Linked DNA regions of Macaca mulatta: region 2 is linked to region 1. A link is a contact called in public Hi-C data. All regions are on one chromosome and are shown on one strand. The core of a region is the stretch at or near the end of the contact, and the rest is flanking DNA. Distances in the headings are between cores, read along the strand shown.

Region 1 (5,017 bases), core at 728-3,227:
CCCAGCTACTCAAGAGGCTGAGGCAGGAGAATTGCTGGAACCTGGGAGGCGCAGGTTGCAGTGAGCCGAGATCCCGCCATTGCACTCCAGCCTGGGCAACAAGAGCAAAACTCCCTCTCAAAAAAAAAAAAAAAAAAGAAAAGAAAAAATTAGCAAAAGGCCGGGGATGGTGGCTCCCGCCTGTAATCACAGCACTTTGGGAGGCCAAGGAGGGCAGATCACTTGAGGTCTGGAGTTTGAGACCAGCCTGGCCAACATGGTGAAACCTGTCTCTACTAAAAATACAAAAATTAGCAGGAAAGCCCTTGAACCCAGAAGGGGGAGGTTGCAGTGAGCCGAGATCGTGCCACTGCTCTACAGCATGGGCAACAAGAGTGAGACTCTGTCTCAAAAAAAAAAAAATAAATAAATATTAGCAAAAGACTGAATAGGCACTTTATAAAAGAATGCAGGCCGGGCGCGGTGGCTCAAGCCTGTAATCCCAGCACTTTGGGAGGCCGAGACGGGCGGATCACGAGGTCAGGAGATCGAGACCATCCTGGCTAACACGGTGAAACCCCGTCTCTAATAAAAAAATACAAAAAAAAAAAAAAAAAAACTAGCCGGGCGAGGTGGCGGGTGCCTGTAGTCCCAGCTACTTGGGAGGCTGAGGCAGGAGAATGGCGTGAACCCGGGAGGCGGAGCTTGCAGTGAGCCGAGATCTGGCCATTGCACTCCAGCCTGGGAGACACAGCAAGACTCCGTCTCAAAAAAAAAAAAAAAAGAATGCATACAAATGGCCAAATGGCCAATCAGCACATGAAACATGGTCAATATCATTGATCTCCAGATAAATGCAAATCAAATTGCAATGGTGTGCCTATGACATCCATTCAATGGCCAACGCTAAAGATTTAGAATATCAAATGTTGGCTATGCCATAGAATAACTGGAACCACCATACACTGATTTTGGAAATCTAGACTGTAACAACCATTTCAAAAAAAATCGTGTGATAGTTTCTTATAAGTTAAACATACACTTACATGATCCAACAACTCCACTCGCTAGTTACCCAAGATAAAGGAAAACTATCCACACAAAGACAGGGATGTTTACAGGAGCTAAAACAACGGGCAAAACTGGAAACACACATGTCTATCAAAAGAAGAGAAAAATAAATCTGCTTTTTAAAAAAGATTGAAATCTCTTGTATTTTAATACCCGAAAAAATTTTATTTCCCCCCTAGACTGTCAATTCCAGCTGAGCAGGCTCCGTAACCATCTTATTTACTACCATACGCTCAGTGTCTGGCAAGGAGTAAGCGCGCAATACATGTTTGGTGAATGAATGAAAGAATGCCCGCTTTCTTACACTAATGGGTTTGTAGCCACCACCCCTCGGGCCTTTTACGCCCTCATTCCTTCCAGGTACAAACGCTATCTGGGCTAGGTCGAACGTGGCTCGCAGCGAGTCTGGGAGAGGGGCACCCACCGGCAGCTCCCGCAGCGGAGGCGCGTGTCCCCGGGGGCCGAGGCAGCGCCCGCGGCTGGAGGGGCCCGGGGCGGGAGCCGAGCGGAAGGATGCGCGCAGCGCGGGGTGCCCCGGCGGGCGGCGGGCGGCGGGCGGCGGGCGGCGGGCGGCGGGCGGCGGGCGGCGGGCGGGCACGCTGGGACCGACGGCGCGGAAAGCCCCGACGCTTTGCAGCACTTGCCGGTCTCACCGAGAGAGCTGCGCGGCCCCGCGGCCCTGCAGAGCACAGTGCAGCCCCCGGGCTCCCGGTGGTGCGCGGGGCGGCGGGGCGGCGGGGCGGCGGGGCGGCGGGGCGGCGGGGCGGCGGGGCGGCGGGGCGGGCCGAGGGCGGCGGGGGCGGGACAGGACAGACGAGAATCCCGCGGAGGTGAGGCCGGGGGCCGTCCCGCCCCCGAGGGCAGGCCCTGAGCCCCAGCCCCGCCCCGGCCTGCTGGGGCGTGGGCTCCGGCTGCGGCTCCGGCTCCGCTCTGCTCGCTTGGCTCCGGAACCCGCGCGGGCGCTGGCTCCGTCTGCCAGGGTGAGGCGGCCGGGAAGGGGCGCGCTGGGGTCCCCGGTCCCGGGAATCGGGCGGGGACGGAAAGGGCTCGGGCTGCGGAGCCTCCAGACTCAGTCGCACGCTCAGATTTCGGGGTTTCTCCCCTCGGCGGGGATCGCGTAACTTCCTCATTCCTGCCTGGACCCCTGCCCCCGGCCCGCCTGGCCTGGCGTAAGCCCCGTAGCCCCGCGCTCTCCCGACCACCCGGGGCCGCTTCCCCGCGCAGCTGCTGTGGCGCCCCAGGTCGGAGCCTTCCGGGCCTGGCTGGGTGTTCCCCGGGTCTCTGGTTACGGGACGGGGCGGGGGTCGGGGAGCGGGACTGGGACTGGGATTGTGGATGAAGGACTAAGATAGCGGATGGGGGCTCGAAGGGGTCGGTGGGGCGTTGCAAACTGGTCGGTCGTCATCAGCGGGCGGTCAGGAGTCTGTGGGGGAAGAGGAGGACCTGGAAGAGATGGAGGACCTGCAGGAGTTAGGATGGGGGGGCGGGTGCTGCAGGGCAACTCGCCTCCCTGAGGATTCCCTATATTCCTAGGATGATGGCGACCCCTGAGAGCCTCTTCCCCACTGGGGACGAACTGGACTCCAGCCAGCTCCAGATGGAGTCCGATGAGGTGGACACTCTGAGGGAGGGAGAGGACCCAGGTACACAGGGAATATGGATGGCCCTCGGGGAGGAGAGGCGTGGGGAGCCAGGGGGCTGGGGCCTGTGGGGGTCTACACTCCTCGACTTTCTTTCTTCCCAGCCGACCGGATGCACCCGTTTCTGGCCACCTATGAGCTTCAGCCTCTGAAAGTGCACCCCTTGGTGTTCGCACCTGGGGTCCCTGTCACAGCCCAGGTGGTGGGCACCGAAAGATACACCAGCGGATCCAAGGTGGCCAGACTGGCCCCAGGGAGGGGGAAAGGGAGGGCGGCCTGGAATGGATCCAAGGTGGCTGGGCTGGCCCCAGGGAAGAGGGAAAGGGAGAGCTGGCCAGAGTGGGGAGGCGGGGACTCAACACGGGGGTCATCCATTCAGTTCCTCACACCCCTAGGTAGGAACCTGCACTCTGTATTCTGTCCGCTTGACTCACGGCGACTTTACCTGGACAACCAAGAAGAAGTTCCGTCATTTTCAGGAGCTGCATCGGGACCTCCTGAGACACAAAGTCTTGATGAGTCTGCTCCCTCTGGCTCGGTAAGGGGAATCAGACTGAGTCCTGTAGAGGGCAGGTGCCCCCCACCCTCCTTTCTGCCTGTCTCACCCCCAGGCCACAATCTTTCCTCCCTGCAACTCTGGCCACTGGGCCCCTCCCCTGACCCCAGTTACCAGGAAACTTTCCCTGCTCAGCTTTCCCTGTCCATGGTTCTGTGCCAGCATCTCAGCTGGGCGGGATGCCCAAAATACTCTTGGCAGCCTCACCCTTTTCTAGTCTCCATTCCCAGGGTAGGGGGCCTTCCTTTTGCCAGACTCTAGGACTTTTGCTTGGTTTTTGTTTTTGTTTTGGACAAGGTCTCCCTCTGTCACCCAGGCTAGAGTGCACTGGTATGATCTTGGCTCATGTCAACCTCCTGGGCTCAAGCAACCCTCCTACTTCAGCCTCCCGAGTAGCTGGGACCACAGCCACCACACCCAACTAATTTTTGTATATTTTGTAGAGATGGGGTGCTGTTGTGTTGCCCAGGCTGGTCTTAAATTCCTGAGCTCAAGTGATCCACCTGCTGCAGCCTCCCCAAGTGCCGGGATTCCAGGCATGAGCCACCACACCTGGCCACCTCCAGGCCTCTTCTTTTCCTCCAAGCCCCATCTCCAGTGTTTTCAGGAACCAGAGCACCCAGCCTCCCAGCTCTTACCTGAACCTCATCCATCCTTTCCACAGTTTTGCCGTTGCCTATTCTCCAGCCCAAGATGCAGCCAACAGAGAGATGCCCTCTCTACCCCGGGCAGGTCCTGAGGGCTCTACCAGACATGCAGCCAGCAAACAGGTGGGACCAGATGCCAGGTCCTCTGGGAAGGCATTGGATGTGCAAATGACTCTGGTCCCATCTGTCTCTTTCTCTCTCATCTCCACTTTAGAAATACCTGGAGAATTACCTCAACCGCCTCTTGACCATGTCTTTCTATCGCAACTACCATGCCTTGGTAAGGTCCAGGAGCTGATTTTAGATGTGGAGCAGGATCATCAGACCCTCAGGGGGAGGAGGGCCAGGGGCCCCAGGGTCTGAGGAGCTGAAAGCCAGGTATCTCCTCTGGCCTTTTGTTTTCCTCTGCAGACAGAATTCCTGGAAGTCAGTCAGCTGTCCTTTATCCCAGACCTGGGCTGCAAAGGGCTGTGAGTGTCTGGCCCCCTTCACCCAGGCATCTGTAGACATCCCTCTTAATTTCTCCCTGCCTGAGAATGGGGCAAGCAGTGCAGGGTGGGCTGGGGGTCTGGAGTCCTCATCCAGCCTCTCTTCCTGATTGCCCCACAGGGAGGGGACGATCCGGAAGCGCTCAGGTGGCCACCGCGTTCCTGGCCTCACCTGCTGTGGCCGAGACCAAGTTTGTTATCGCTGGTCCAAGAGGTAAGGGCTATGGCCGAGCAGCTGGGCAGTGGGTGGGGGTGAGGAATAAAATTTCGAGGGCAGAGAGGAACACAGGGAGCCCTTCTGCTCTAGGTGGCTGGTGGTGAAGGACTCCTTCCTGCTGTACATGTGCCTCGAGACGGGTGCCATCTCATTTGTTCAGCTCTTTGACCCCGGCTTTGAGGTGCAGGTGGGGAAAAGGAGCACGGAGGCACGGTACGGAGTGCGGATCGACACCTCCCACAGGTGAGGCCTCCCTGGGGTGAGAGACACCGGCTGAGTGGTGAGCCAGCCTGCAGCCCTGCTGGGGGTTGAGTAAGAGAGACCACAGTAGAGAGGAAGGCTGTTCCACCTCCCGGGATCCGGACATAGTTTTGAACCAGGGAACTGGTCTAGCCAGATGCTTGGGACTGCTCTTAGAG
Region 2 (5,017 bases), core at 1,853-4,352, 97 kb after region 1:
GCCAGATCACGCCCCATGCCATCATTTTCCTCCCCAACACCGACGGCATGGAGATGCTGCTGTGCTACGAGGACGAGGGTGTCTACGTCAACACATACGGGCGGATCATTAAGGATGTGGTGCTGCAGTGGGGAGAGATGCCCACCTCTGTGGGTGAGTGAGCTGCCGCCCTCCCAGCCACATGCCCCTGAGGTGGCCTCGGGGGGCAGCCTGCTCAGCCCCTCACCTGTTTTCCCCACAGCCTACATCTGCTCCAACCAGATAATGGGCTGGGGTGAGAAAGCCATTGAGATCCGCTCTGTGGAGACGGGCCACCTGGACGGGGTCTTCATGCACAAACGAGCCCAGAGGCTCAAGTTCCTGTGTGAGCGGAATGACAAGGTGGGAGTCTCCTTCCCTCTGAACGGCCTGCCGTCCCGGCTGCTGTGACCCCAGGCCCCTGGGCAGAGGTCTGGGGAGAGGATGGTCGTGGTGTCTCCCTGAAAGCGGGCCCCTCTGGGAGTTCGGAAGGAAGGCAGCCACTACCACTGCCCTGCGCTCCCTTCAGTTCTGAGGACTTTCCAGCTGGCGCCCAGGGGGCTGGTAGTGCACCCTCTCCCCTAACATCCTGGCCTTTCCTCTGGGTGAGGGGCCCTGTGAGTCTCCTCCTGCAGTCTCTCTCTCCCCCTCACCTCTTCTGCCACCCCTTCTTCCCTTCTCCCCGCTTCTTCCCCTCTCCCAGTTCATTGAGACCCCTGACCCCAGCCCGTGGTGACTCCTTCTCTTGCCCCACCCAGGTGTTTTTTGCCTCAGTCCGCTCTGGGGGCAGCAGCCAAGTTTACTTCATGACTCTGAACCGTAACTGCATCATGAACTGGTGACGGGGCCCTGGGCTGGGGCTGTCCCACACTGGACCCAGCTCTCCCCCTGCAGCCAGGCTTCCTGGGCCGCCCCTCTTTCCCCTCCCTGGGCTTTTGCTTTTACTGGTTTGATTCACTGGAGCCTGCTGGGAACGTGACCTCTGACCCCTGATGCTTTCGTGATCACGTGACCATCCTCTTCCCCAACATGTCCTCTTCCCAAAACTGTGCCTGTCCCCAGCTTCCGGGGAGGGACACAGCTTCCCCTTCCCAGGAATTGAGTGGGCATAGCCCCTTCCCCCTTTTCTCCATTTAAGAGGAGAGTGCTTGGGGCTTGAACCCCTTACCCCACTGCTGCTGACTGGGCAGGGCCCTGGACCCCTTTATTTGCACGTCAGGGGAGCCGGCTCCCCCCTTGAATGTACCAGACCCTGGGGGGGGTCACTGGGCCCTAGATTTTTGGGGGGTCACCAGCCACTCCAGGGGCAGGGACCATTTCTTCATTTTCTGAAAGCACTTTAATGATTCCCCTTTCCCCAAACTCCAGGGAATGGAGGGGGGACCCCGCCAGCCAAAACGTTCCCCCCTTTCCCAACCCCCATCTCCTCCTCTTCTAGCCCATGCCCTTCCCCGTGGAGGGAGGGAGCAGGGAGCCCTCACTCTCCACGCCCCTTGCTTGCATCTGTATATAGTGTGAGCAGCAAGTAACCCTCCTCCTCCCTCCCCCCACCCCTCCTCAATGTAGTGGCCTTGGATATCCTGTTTGTTAATAAAGACAATTCAACCAGCTCCCACCATGCAGGCCCCATTTTATTGCTTTCTCTCAGTCCTGTATACTAGGCAGAGAGCGCCTCCAGGGTGCAGAAGAAAGGGGCAGGGTGGGCTGGGATCTGCAATGAGTGAGCCTCATGGGGGTTGGGATGGGCAGTGCTGGGCCAAGAAAACCTAGAAGAAATGACTGCAGGAGGACCAGGGCAGCCTCAGCCCTAAACTTGTGGGCCAGAGGGCCACCGGCACTGAAGGGGTTTGGTTCCCACCAGCTCCAGCAGAGCCAGACCAGGGAAGAAGAGGGTTTCCTGGCTCCAGCCTCCCTATGTGCAAGTCCTGCAAAGGGGTCTCCTGTCTGGCTCTGAGATGAACAAAGGCAGCTCACAAGCTGGCAGCCTCCAGAGTCCCCTGGGGCTGGGCCTGAGAAAGGCTGGGAGGTCAGCAAGGCTGAATGAAGGGCAGTCCTTGCTTTCTGGAACACTGGCACCTGAGAGCCTGTGTGAATCGTTTCCTCCTGCTGACCCCTGGACTGGGGCCAGGCCTACACACACCAAGGGGTGGGCACACACCATTCTTCCTGTAAAGTTCACAAAATACAGATTGATCAGCCGTGGGAAGGGATCATAATGCCGCGGTGGCGGCAGCCTTTTTCAAAATCAGTTTCCTACTGGAGATGGGTGGGAAGTTGAAGTCGGTGCGCACTAAGGCTGGATACACGGCGGGTACGGGAGATCAGGCACTCGGTTGAAGTAGGCCCCGAGGAAGATGAGGCTGGAGCCCACGCTGAAGAGCACCAGAGCGGCCCAGAAGCAGATGTTGTCAAGGGCATTCCCCATGCGCACCCAGTCGGACACTTCCTGGGGAAGGGATGGCACAGTCAGTAAAGAGGCAGCTGCTGGAGCCAGCTGCATGGGAGACAGTGGGGGGCCTCTGCCGCGCTCCACCCGCCTCTGGCTCCCGTCCCACCTCGCCGGTGGCCTCCTGATCTCTCGTGCTCTCGGCCACGAAGTTCACGGCATCCACACAGCAGCGGACCTCGGGGGCGGCGGCGCCCAGGCTCTGGCAGAAGGCAGCTGGCGGGGAAAACACCGGGGTGGGCCGTTAGGAGCCTCCCCCGTGGCAGGCACCCCCCGCAGCCCGCCGGGCCACTGTGCTCACCCGTCCAGGTCCCGTGCCGGTGCCTCTGCCCCTCAAACACGAGCTCGCTCCGCGGCTTTTTTAGTATCAGCTCCTCCGCGCGGAGCAATAAGCCCACAGACGACGCCCGCCTTGGAGGCGAGGCGGCTCGGGGAGCCTCGGGGGGCGGCGGGGAGCCCAGCAGGCGCGGCAGCAGCTCCAGGAGAACCTGGGTTAGAGGCGGGGCTTAGGGGGCGGGGTTAGTAGTAAGCTCCACCCCCACCGGGCCGCACCGGCCCCTCCGCACTTACGTGGCGCAGCCGCGGGGACATGCTGTGGGTCGTGGGCGTCCGCAGGGACACGTTGAGCACGATGACGCAATTCATGACAATGAGCGTGGCGACCACCATGACGAAAATAAGGAACCTGAGAAGCCCACAATGCGTGACATCACCGCTCCCCCTCCCAGCTACGGAAGGTGCCACGCGCTCTCTGACCTCACAAACACGGCTTCTCCTGGCACGGGTTGGTTACGCCCTCCAGCTGCGACCCCTGCGCGATGACAGACGCATCCCCCAGCCCTTCTCCCGTCCTACCACTTGTGGCAGCCATGAAGGGAACCCCCAGCTCCCTGGACACCCTGATGTGGATCTACCACTTCCACAGCTCCACCGAGGTGAGGCTACGCCCGCCGAGGGCAGCACCTCGACACTTTCTGGGTAGGTCTCCTGCGCGCCCTGTGACCCTTGCCCTGCTACTGCTCTGCTCCATCTCCAGGTGGCCCTCCAGCCCCCACTTCTGTCTTCCCTGGAACTCTCCGTGGCCGCAGCCCATGAATATCTGGAGCAGAGGTTCAGAGAGCTGAAATCCCTGGAGCCACCGGAGCTGAATATGCAGGGGATGCTGCCTGCCCCGAAGCCCACCCTGGGGCTGGTGTTAAGAGAAGCCGCAGCCAGCCTCGTGAGCTTCGGCGCCACCTTGTTAGAGGTGGGGTACTGGGGGGCTCAGGATACGCGGCAATCTGGCAGCGGGAGCAAGGACCTCTGCCTCCCCGCTAACCCCTGTGCTCCCATTGCAGATCTCAGCCCTGTGGCTGCAGCAGGAGGCGCGGCGACTAGACAGCAGCGCGGGCCCAGCCCCAGACGGCGGGGATCCGGGTGCAGCTCTGAGCCGGGTAGCCCAGGCCGCGGGGCAGGGGACTCGGCAAGCTGGGGCTGCGATGGGCGCCGGCGCCCGGCTTCTAGTCCAGGGAGCGTGGCTATGCCTGTGTGGACGGGGTCTGCAGGGGTCTGCCTCATTCCTGCGACAGTGGCAACAGCAGCTAGGCCTCGGAATCCCCGGAGAACCAGTGAGCTCGGGATGCGGGGTGAGTTGGGGGCCAGAGGCGGCGGCGGCGGCGGCGGCGGGGCTAGGGAGGCACTGAGCCGGACCGTCCCTCAACAGAGCTACTCAGGAGACCTCCAGGTGACGTCCAGCAGCAGTGAGGAGGACGGCAGACCAGGGACTCCATCCCCGTCCCAGCCCCACCCGGCGTCCGAATAAAGCCCAGGGCGGGGCGAGACAGCCAGAGCTTCTCCCGGGGTCTCTGGGTTTTGGCCACGCCCCCACCCGACAACCCCCCTTGGCCCCGCCCTTCACACTGGCCACGCCCCCGCGGGGGTCACCGCCCAGACCTGCTCCGCCCTTACCTGCCCAGGAGCGGCACGCTCAGAGACGTCTCTGGGATTTTCTGGGCAATGAGGAACAAGAAGACGGTCTGGGCGAGCAGGACGTTGATGGAGACCGTGCATTTCTGGCCGCCGGCTGGAGGGAGAGCCGGTGAGAGCGGGCCCCGCCTCCCGGGAGCGACCCCGGGTTTGGGTGTGGGTTCGGGGCCACTGCTTACCCTGCGCCGGCAGGAAGTAGGCGAGAAGCACCAGGCCCGAGATGAGCACACAGGGCACGATGATGTTAATGACGTAGAACAGCGGCTTCCGGCGGATGATGAGCGAGTAGACGACGTCAGTCTCCCCTGGGCCGTCGGTGGCGCCACTGTCGTGGCGGCGGATCACCCCCGGGCAGTAATCGATGGCCCACTCGCCGTTCTCTGCGGGACGCGGGCAGGGTCAGCCGGCTGACGGCGGGCTGAAGAGGAGGCTGCGGCTGTCTGCACCAGGGTCATGGGCCGTCAGGGTGGGGGCAATTCGGGCAGAAAAGGGCATTCTCTTTGAGGGTATGGAAAGCCAGAAGGCAGGACTAGAGTAACAATCGAGAATGATTTCAGGACAGGGGTAAGCTAAACCCGGTTGCGGAAG

What was found. Hi-C and Micro-C count contacts between places; a contact is called where the count stands out from the background.
Region 2: a Hi-C map of blood shows a contact between it and region 1, with 3 times the contacts expected there. The contact joins the promoter of C16H17orf107 here to the promoter of PLD2 in region 1. A contact is called at or near these places in 5 of 14 Hi-C or Micro-C datasets (CD4 T cells, blood, fetal cortical plate and 2 more).

The regions. Positions count from the first base shown.
Region 1 is chr16:6,342,051-6,347,067 of T2T-MMU8v2.0, forward strand. PLD2 (phospholipase D2) reads left to right here and starts at 1,978. Exons shown (of 25, transcript XM_077969938.1): 1 at 1,978-2,030; 2 at 2,584-2,693; 3 at 2,795-2,925; 4 at 3,086-3,228; 5 at 3,911-4,016; 6 at 4,108-4,173; 7 at 4,305-4,363; 8 at 4,503-4,595; 9 at 4,689-4,841. The coding sequence starts at 2,585. It overlaps LOC106993866, which reads right to left and starts at 1,812. Exons shown (of 2, transcript XR_013405987.1): 1 at 1,704-1,812.
Region 2 is chr16:6,437,904-6,442,920 of T2T-MMU8v2.0, forward strand. C16H17orf107 (chromosome 16 C17orf107 homolog) reads left to right here and starts at 3,103. Exons shown (of 3, transcript XM_077970082.1): 1 at 3,103-3,399; 2 at 3,501-4,071; 3 at 4,167-5,017. The coding sequence starts at 3,283. The coding sequence ends at 4,207. CHRNE (cholinergic receptor nicotinic epsilon subunit) reads right to left here. Exons shown (of 13, transcript XM_077970053.1): 7 at 4,609-4,809; 8 at 4,412-4,526; 9 at 3,035-3,149; 10 at 2,766-2,952; 11 at 2,574-2,680; 12 at 2,276-2,464; 13 at 1,632-2,184. The coding sequence ends at 2,309. It overlaps MINK1 (misshapen like kinase 1), which reads left to right. Exons shown (of 32, transcript XM_077969862.1): 30 at 1-153; 31 at 242-381; 32 at 777-1,628. The coding sequence ends at 860.